Regions from separate parts of the Mus musculus genome. Here region 2 is linked to region 1. Evidence: chromatin contacts called from public HiChIP or PLAC-seq data. All regions are on one chromosome and are shown on one strand. Each heading gives the region's core, a stretch centred on a gene start, on an enhancer-like site or on the middle of the called end of the contact. The rest is flanking DNA. Distances are from core to core; before and after follow the strand shown. Region 1 overlaps Map3k14 (mitogen-activated protein kinase kinase kinase 14). Region 2 overlaps Gosr2 (golgi SNAP receptor complex member 2).

Region 1 (3,569 bases), core at 641-3,140:
AGATGCTGTCTTCCCTGCTGTACGCCATTACGCTCAGCTCATACTTATTTGCTCTTGGGGCAGAAATGCAGACCAAATGAAGCCAATGCTCTATGGGCCCTGGCCTTCTGCCCAACCATGCCTGGAAGTTAATGAGATAGTGGTGATCCGAGGGATACTTGGCTCAAGCTTCTTCCTAAAGCCGCCTCACTCTCCTTCCATCCCCATTGCTACTGAAGCATAGCCCGCTCAACCTAGAGGGGACTGCCTGATTCTGGAGGCTACAAAAGACAGTCAGAGGGGTCTGCAACCATATAGGAGGAACAACAATATGAACTAACCAGTAACCCCCAGAGCTGTGTCTCTAGTTGCATATGTAGCAGAGGATGGCCTGGTCGGCCATCAATGGGAGGAGGGGCCCTTGGTATTTTGAAGATCCTATGCCCCAGTACAGGGGAATGCCAGGGCCAGGAAGCGGGAGTGGGTGGACTGGGGAGTGGGGGGGGGTATAAGGGGCTTTGGGGATATCATTTGAAATGTAAATGAAGAAAATATCTAAAAAAAAAAAAAAGACAATCTGTCACTTGGTCACTCTAAGAAGTCTATGGGGGAATTCTGACTTCCAAATAGCCAAATAGGCAAAAACCTCCAGGTAGGCTATTATTGTAATTTTTCTTTTTCATTTCTCTACTCTCCTCCCTGAATCCCACAACGTGCTGAATATTGACTTAAAGCCTATACGAAAACTGACCTTTCTTAGCTTTAAAAAAAAAACAAAAATCAGGGAAAATTAAATTTAAAAACCAATCAGAAAAATCCCCCAAATGTAACAGAAGTTGCTGTATGTTTAAAGGGACCTCAGGGATGCTTCAATCTCCTCATTTTTTTGTGAGAAACCTGAAGCCTACCCAAGTGGGTCCCTGCTCAAAGTTGCTCCGCCCATGTGAATCAGAGCAGAGGCAGGCAGAGGACCCGGGCTCTTCAGGCTGGACCCACACGCAAGTTTCCCAGGTCACAGGCAAACGTGAAACAAAAGTTGTGGTCCTCTGTGGTCTAAGAGCAGAGGGGCACCCTAGGTATCTTAGTATAGAGAACAGCAAGGCAAACTCAACACCGCTCATGTTGGTCAAACACGGGCTAAACAAGGGCACTGAACAAGCAAAGGCACACTTCTAGACTTTGGGACAGGACAATCCTGAGCACCAGAGATAAAGAACTGCGCTGATGAGCGAGGAAGATGGGTGGAGCTGCACCCTGCTCAGATAGCCTGCTCCTACCTAATGTTTAAAGTTCACCCTGGGCTATAGCTCCATTAAGATGGTGGCTAGCCAGGCAGCAGGCCAGGGGCCCTGGCGCTCCCACCCCCATGCACACACGACAAACACAAGCTGCTTCCTCTGGGGAGAACTTGAGGTTGAAGCCTCCTGTGTACTCCACAGTGACTCATGCCCAGCCTGGCAGCCAGGACAACAAGGAGGACCTACTGAGAAGCTGACCCAGCAGATGGCAGCTGGACCCAAGAGTGGCTGACCCTCACTCTCCCCGAGGCAGACAGTTCCAGCACGCAGCAGCAAAGCTTCTCCTGCAGCTGGCTTCCCATGCCACATAATCGTGACTCAGCCCCTCTCTGACAGCTTCCAGGTTCGCTGGCCTAATGGCAGCTCTCCCACAAATATAGACAGGCCTGCTTCCTCTCTCCCTCTCTACTTCTATGTGGGTCTGGCCCATAAAACTCATTTCAGTCCCAATTCCAGGACTGGTAGCTAGGTGTTCTTCCCAGAACCCTGGGCTTTGGTACAGGCTCATCCCTATCTCCCAGGCCTGAAACTTGTCCTTTCTGTCTCCCCTGCAGTGCCTGGAGAGTTGGGACAAAATGAGGTCAAGGCTGTACAGTATCACTCAACCCAACCCCCCCCCCTCCAGCTCCACCTCAGCCTCTAGTGCACGCAGCCGCCTGCTGTCTTCACTGTATGGAAGCCAAGGATGACAGAAACGGCAAGAGCCACACCCAGAGCCCACACAAAGAAAAGGCAGGGGTTCACACAGCACCCTTTCAGGCCTGATGCATACACCTAACCTGATGCCCTCTTGCTGTGCCCAATGGGTCTGCAGGAGTCTAGGGGCAGAAGTGACTGGGTGCTACTATATCAACCATAAGCAGTTCTCGGAGTGTACCTGGGCTGGTCCAAGGCCCCTGGCACATATGTAGCAGAGGGCTGCCTTGTCTGGCCTCAGTGAGAGAGGATGCACTTAATCCTGCAGAGACTTGATGCAACAGAGTAGGGGGATATGGGGGAGGGGACTGCCCTCTCTCAGAGGCGAAGGGGAGGGGAGACTGGGAAGGGGGGACAGCATTCAGGATGTAAATAATTATATATATAATATATATATATATATATATATATATATATATTATATATATTTCCATGATTTTTTAAAAAAAGAGCAGTTCTTGGTTTGGGCTCAAGGAGGTCTGGGAGCCACAAGAGCAAGCAAGACACAGTTTGTATTTTTCCAGGGAAAGGGTCATGGTGCTCAGCCAGCTGCTCAAGTGTATACGGGGCACAGGGTGTTGCTCCAGTGTGCCAGGGCAGGGCCAGGGCTCCATGCTTGAGCCATACCTCTGCATCCCTCCCACAGTGAGCTTTCCCATGCAGGAGTTGGTTACAGCCCCAGATGACTTCTTACAAAGCACTTCTGCTAGATCCACTCAAGAGGAACCGGGCTGCAGGCCAAGAATCTGCTTGTCTCTTAGTGTGGGGACTGAAACCAGGGTTTCACACGGATCAGGCAAGCACTCTCTCTCCGAGGCATGTTACATTCCCAGACCTTTTCAGGAAAACATTTTTTTGGGGAGGGGCTGCCAAGCCTGAGAACTTGAGTTTGATTCCTGGAACCCACAGCGTAGAGAAAGAGAACCAATTGCCACAGTTACCCTCTGACCTCAGCATCTGCACCATGTTGTGTGTGTGTGCACGCGCTATGTGACAAGAAATCATTTTACTCTAAGATATGGTTGAGGGTCTTGACTCTTGGAAGTCTGCCTCCCTGTCTTCGCCCCCTGCACGGCAGCAACCATGTGCCATCCACGTCTGGCTACAAATCTGAACCTTTAAAAAGTAATGAATTAATTTTATCTGCACACACATCGGGGATGCTGTGGTGGTCAGAAGAGGCGGTGGGGTCTGCTGGTGCTAGAGTCACAGGACAGTTGTGAGCCCCCTCACCCGGGAGCAGAGAACCAAACTCAGGTCCTTTGAGAGACCAGCAAATGCCCTCAATGGCTGAGCCATCCCTCCTGTCCCAGGACCTGTCCTTCTACTTTTATTTCTTATGCGTGGATGCTTTGCTTCCACGTATGTCTGAGCACCGTGTCTGGTGCCTGTGGAGGCCTGAGGAGGGCATCCGATTCCCTGGAACCAGAGTTACAGATGGTTGTGAGCGAGCATCTGTAACTGGACATCAAATCTGCGTTCTCTAGAAGAACAGCCTGTGCTCTTTAGCCATGAAACCATCTCTAGCCTCTTAGAATCTGTATTCTGACAAAGCTTTTGGGGTCAGGTCTGCCATTTGACCCCTCTCTATATTAC
Region 2 (3,451 bases), core at 618-3,117, 440 kb after region 1:
CCTTAGAAGACTGCCTTCTTAAAAGAGCAAATCTAAAGACGCATTTCTCAGCCTGTCATTGGTCCCCTTACAGCAAACTCAATTTCATGCAGAGTCAGTAGGAGGGCAAAGCCCTAGCTATCAGGAAATGCCACTGCGTTTGTTACACGCAATGGGCAAACGTGTAAGTTCAAGGGCTTGGGCTTACTGTCACATGGGGACTGGGGACACAGAAACAATACAAACACAGAACTAAACTATAGGACAAGGACAAAATAAAAAGCCTTCTCTCTATTCTCCAGCAGGGCCCCCACCTTCAAGGTCAGTCTCTGGGCCCTCAGTCCCTCCAGAATACTGTGCCCGCCTCCAATGAGGTCATCCATGCCGTGGTGAATGTTGTGGAGGGAGGAGTTAAACTGCAGTGATTCATCCATGGGAATGGTGGTGTCAGAGTCCTGTGAAAGAAATGCAGGCACTTGGTTAACTTTGCTTGCCACTCAGCTCCTGGGGGCTGGGCAAATCTTACTACACTGCCTTTTTGGCCAACGTCAAGCCAGAAGAACTAGAGGGACAAATGCAAGAATCAGAGAGTCCAACAGGGGAGGAAAGCAAAGCAAAGGTGTGTGTAAGGGGGCGGGGCCTGCTCGCACAGCAGCAGAAGAGGTAACGGACCCATAATTCTCCAAGTGAGCTCTGCTGTAGTGTTGATCTGTTCATCTGCTACGTCCCCCACTGAGGAAAATCCGGTTATTCCTTCCAGACTTCATTCATTTCTCCTAAAGGTTTTTTCTGGCGCCTCTCAAAGACAGCTTCTCAAGTGTTCCTTTACAGCAGTTCTTGCTCGTGCGCTTTTACATGTTTGCTTTTGTTCTTTAGCTATTTTATCTATAGCTTATCCCTCTAATTAGACTGAAACTACGGATCAAAGGGGCAGTGCTTTCTACTGAAGCCTGCAGGGTGTTCAGGATGGGAACAAAGTTCTGAGAAGGCAGGGAAAGGTTGCTAAAGAAAGACAGAGGAAAAGAAAAGAGGACTGCAGAGTGAGCACAGTCTATGTGAGTGAGATGCCTCAGATCACAGACTCTGCAGACTTTGCAATGGATTTACCTACTAAGCACTCCTTTGGACCCTGGCCTTTCCGACTGAAATGCCCTATCAGTACAGACCAAGCCCTCTTACTTCACAGGCACATTTCTCTAACTCACACAGCTTGCTGGACTTTTCCTGCTCTCCCCATTTTGCAGATGAAGAAGGTGAGGCCCAGAGAGATGGAATAACCTGTCCAGATAGGTAGGATCCCAGGGCTGGGTGCACACACAACTCTCAATTTCAACTACACTGCAGACAAAAACACTGAGAGTGAGCCTGGTGGCTCTAACCACACACCAATTGCGCTGGGAAGAGGACCACGTGTCACCCAGCAGTGATTGTCTCTCCTTCCTGCTGTCTGACCAGCACAACCTCCTGCCAGGCAGTGCCCCACCACCATGGAAGCCCCAATTCCCACTGGCAGGTGAGTAACCATTTGTTCTGCTGCTCAAGTTCAGAACCAGCCCTAGGTGGACATTTTGAAACTCCCTGCTAACACAGAAGCTCCTGAAAGGAAGAAGCCATGTTTAGTACTCTTCTCAAAGGCTTTACTTGGTATCTTGGTGTTAACTCTAGTGTTTTAAGAGAACCACGACTCCCCTTTTCTGACAAGCACTTACTGAATGGCTTTACACAGAAACCTGAGAAGGGAAGGGTGCTAGTCTGCTCTCTTTAGAATGGGGAAAGTGACTTGGAGGAAGTTTCATTTGGTGAGTCAGTGCTTATGAGCAGCCTGGTGAGTGTGGTGCCACATCAGGCTGGCAATCAACAGAATAATCCTGAGAGGTCATGTCTAGCCTACAACTGCCTGAATGTGATGTAGCATGCCATATGCTGGCTTACTCAGAGGCTTACAGCACTGTATGTGTGAGCTGTTAATCACCACGGCCTGCCTGCCCACCTGCTCTATAAACACAAACCTGTGAAGCCCCAACCTGAAGCCCTGGAAGAACCGCACTGCAGCAGGGCATGGAGCAATGGCTTGGTCATCTGCCAGTGGAAATCGGGGTTTCCGTGGTGGAGGGGCACTGCCTGGCAGGAGGTTGTGCCAATCAGACAGTAGGAAAGAGAGCACTCACTACTAGTGACGACTTGGCTCTCTCCCAGGCCCAGTCTGTGTGCGGTTAGAGCCACCAGGCTCGCTCCAGGCTTGCTTGCAGTATTTCTGTCTACAGTGTGGCTTTGTACACATATTAAGCAAGGAATTCTACTGGCAGATTTAGAAAGTGACAAACTATGAAGCCCAAACCCACCTCATTTGGTAGAACACACTATGTGAGTCCCTGAAAAGGGCCAGGAGGTTGTATTTGCAGAGAATGAGCCTACTGAGGCTAGGAGACAGGGCAGGGCTTCTAAGAGATCAAACATGCAAAACAACAGGCTATTCCAAAAAGACTGAAGTCAAGCAATGCATCTAACACATCTGTTAACAAATTCCTCCAAATTGCCATTTGAGCCGGGGCAGAAACATTTTAATGCATCTGAGGCTGGAGACACACACACACACACACACACACACACACACACACAGAGCACAATGGGAAACATTTTAATGCATCTGAGGCTGGAGACACACACACACACACACAGCACAATGGGAAACATTTTAATGCATCTGAGGCTGGAGACACACACACACACACACACACACACACACAGCACAATGGCACGTGCCTGGAGGCAGCTTTCTAACCACTCTAACCACCTGTCTCTATCTGCTCACAGAAGCATCTCCCCCCATGTGAACCCCACCTCTGCAGTGGACTAATCAAGCCAGGGAATTTTCCTCTCTGCCTACTCTACTGCTTCAGTCTAACTGCTTCCTCCTCGGGTTTTTGTGTTTGGAGAGAAATCCCCCACCCAGGCCTGGTCTTAGTGGCAATGCACAAAGTCCCGACATTTCCACTTGGTCTCCTCCTGAGTCAGCTTCAGGCACTCCGCTAAGAGGTGATGCCTGTTACCTGCATTCAGTCCTGACCTGTCAGGCGCCTGCCAACCCCCAGAGTCTGGCTTACGTTAGTGGTGAAGGTGCGAGACAGAAGCTCGTCTCGCTGTCTCTCCTGCTGCTCCCTGACTTGGCGCCGGTGCTGAAAGTTCCTGAGGGCAGTCTGCAAGTGCTGGACATCATACTTTAGCTGGTCGACACGGCTGGAGTTAATGGAGACAGAGATTAAATCCTAGGGGCTGGGGTGGGCACACTGAGGCAACCTGGCTCTATACTCCCTTCTCTCCCAGGGCCCACCCTCACCGAGTCAAGCGGCAGCCTGTGGTTATGGTGGGTAAAATTACACACAGCTCCAGCTTTACTCAAATGTCTGCTGGGCTCTGACTTCTCAGGGAACAGGTGACAGGAAGCAGGCTTGATGGCCCCTTCCTGACCTTC

Evidence for each region. HiChIP or PLAC-seq counts read pairs in DNA pulled down with a chosen protein or histone mark.
Region 2: a FOXA1 HiChIP or PLAC-seq map of pancreatic cancer cells shows a contact between it and region 1. The contact joins two enhancer-like sites. A contact is called at or near these places in 1 of 39 promoter capture datasets (embryonic stem cells), 1 of 115 datasets of contacts at active chromatin or transcription factors (pancreatic cancer cells) and 1 of 9 other capture datasets (adipose tissue).

What each region holds. Positions count from the first base shown.
Region 1 is chr11:103,245,046-103,248,614 of GRCm38.p6, forward strand. All of the region lies in intron 1 of Map3k14 (mitogen-activated protein kinase kinase kinase 14), which reads right to left. Among named protein-coding and RNA genes, the nearest start is that of Map3k14, 21 kb to the right of the region's middle. Within about 2 kb of position 1,891, at least 185 of the 459 cell types and tissues checked have an H3K27ac peak or open chromatin away from gene starts, as enhancers often do. A contact at or near this core is called in pancreatic cancer cells, where this site is marked.
Region 2 is chr11:103,683,499-103,686,949 of GRCm38.p6, forward strand. Gosr2 (golgi SNAP receptor complex member 2) reads right to left here. Exons shown (of 6, transcript NM_019650.4): 4 at 3,084-3,216; 5 at 294-434. Among named protein-coding and RNA genes, the nearest start is that of Gosr2, 12 kb to the right of the region's middle. Within about 2 kb of position 1,868, at least 109 of the 459 cell types and tissues checked have an H3K27ac peak or open chromatin away from gene starts, as enhancers often do. A contact at or near this core is called in pancreatic cancer cells, where this site is marked.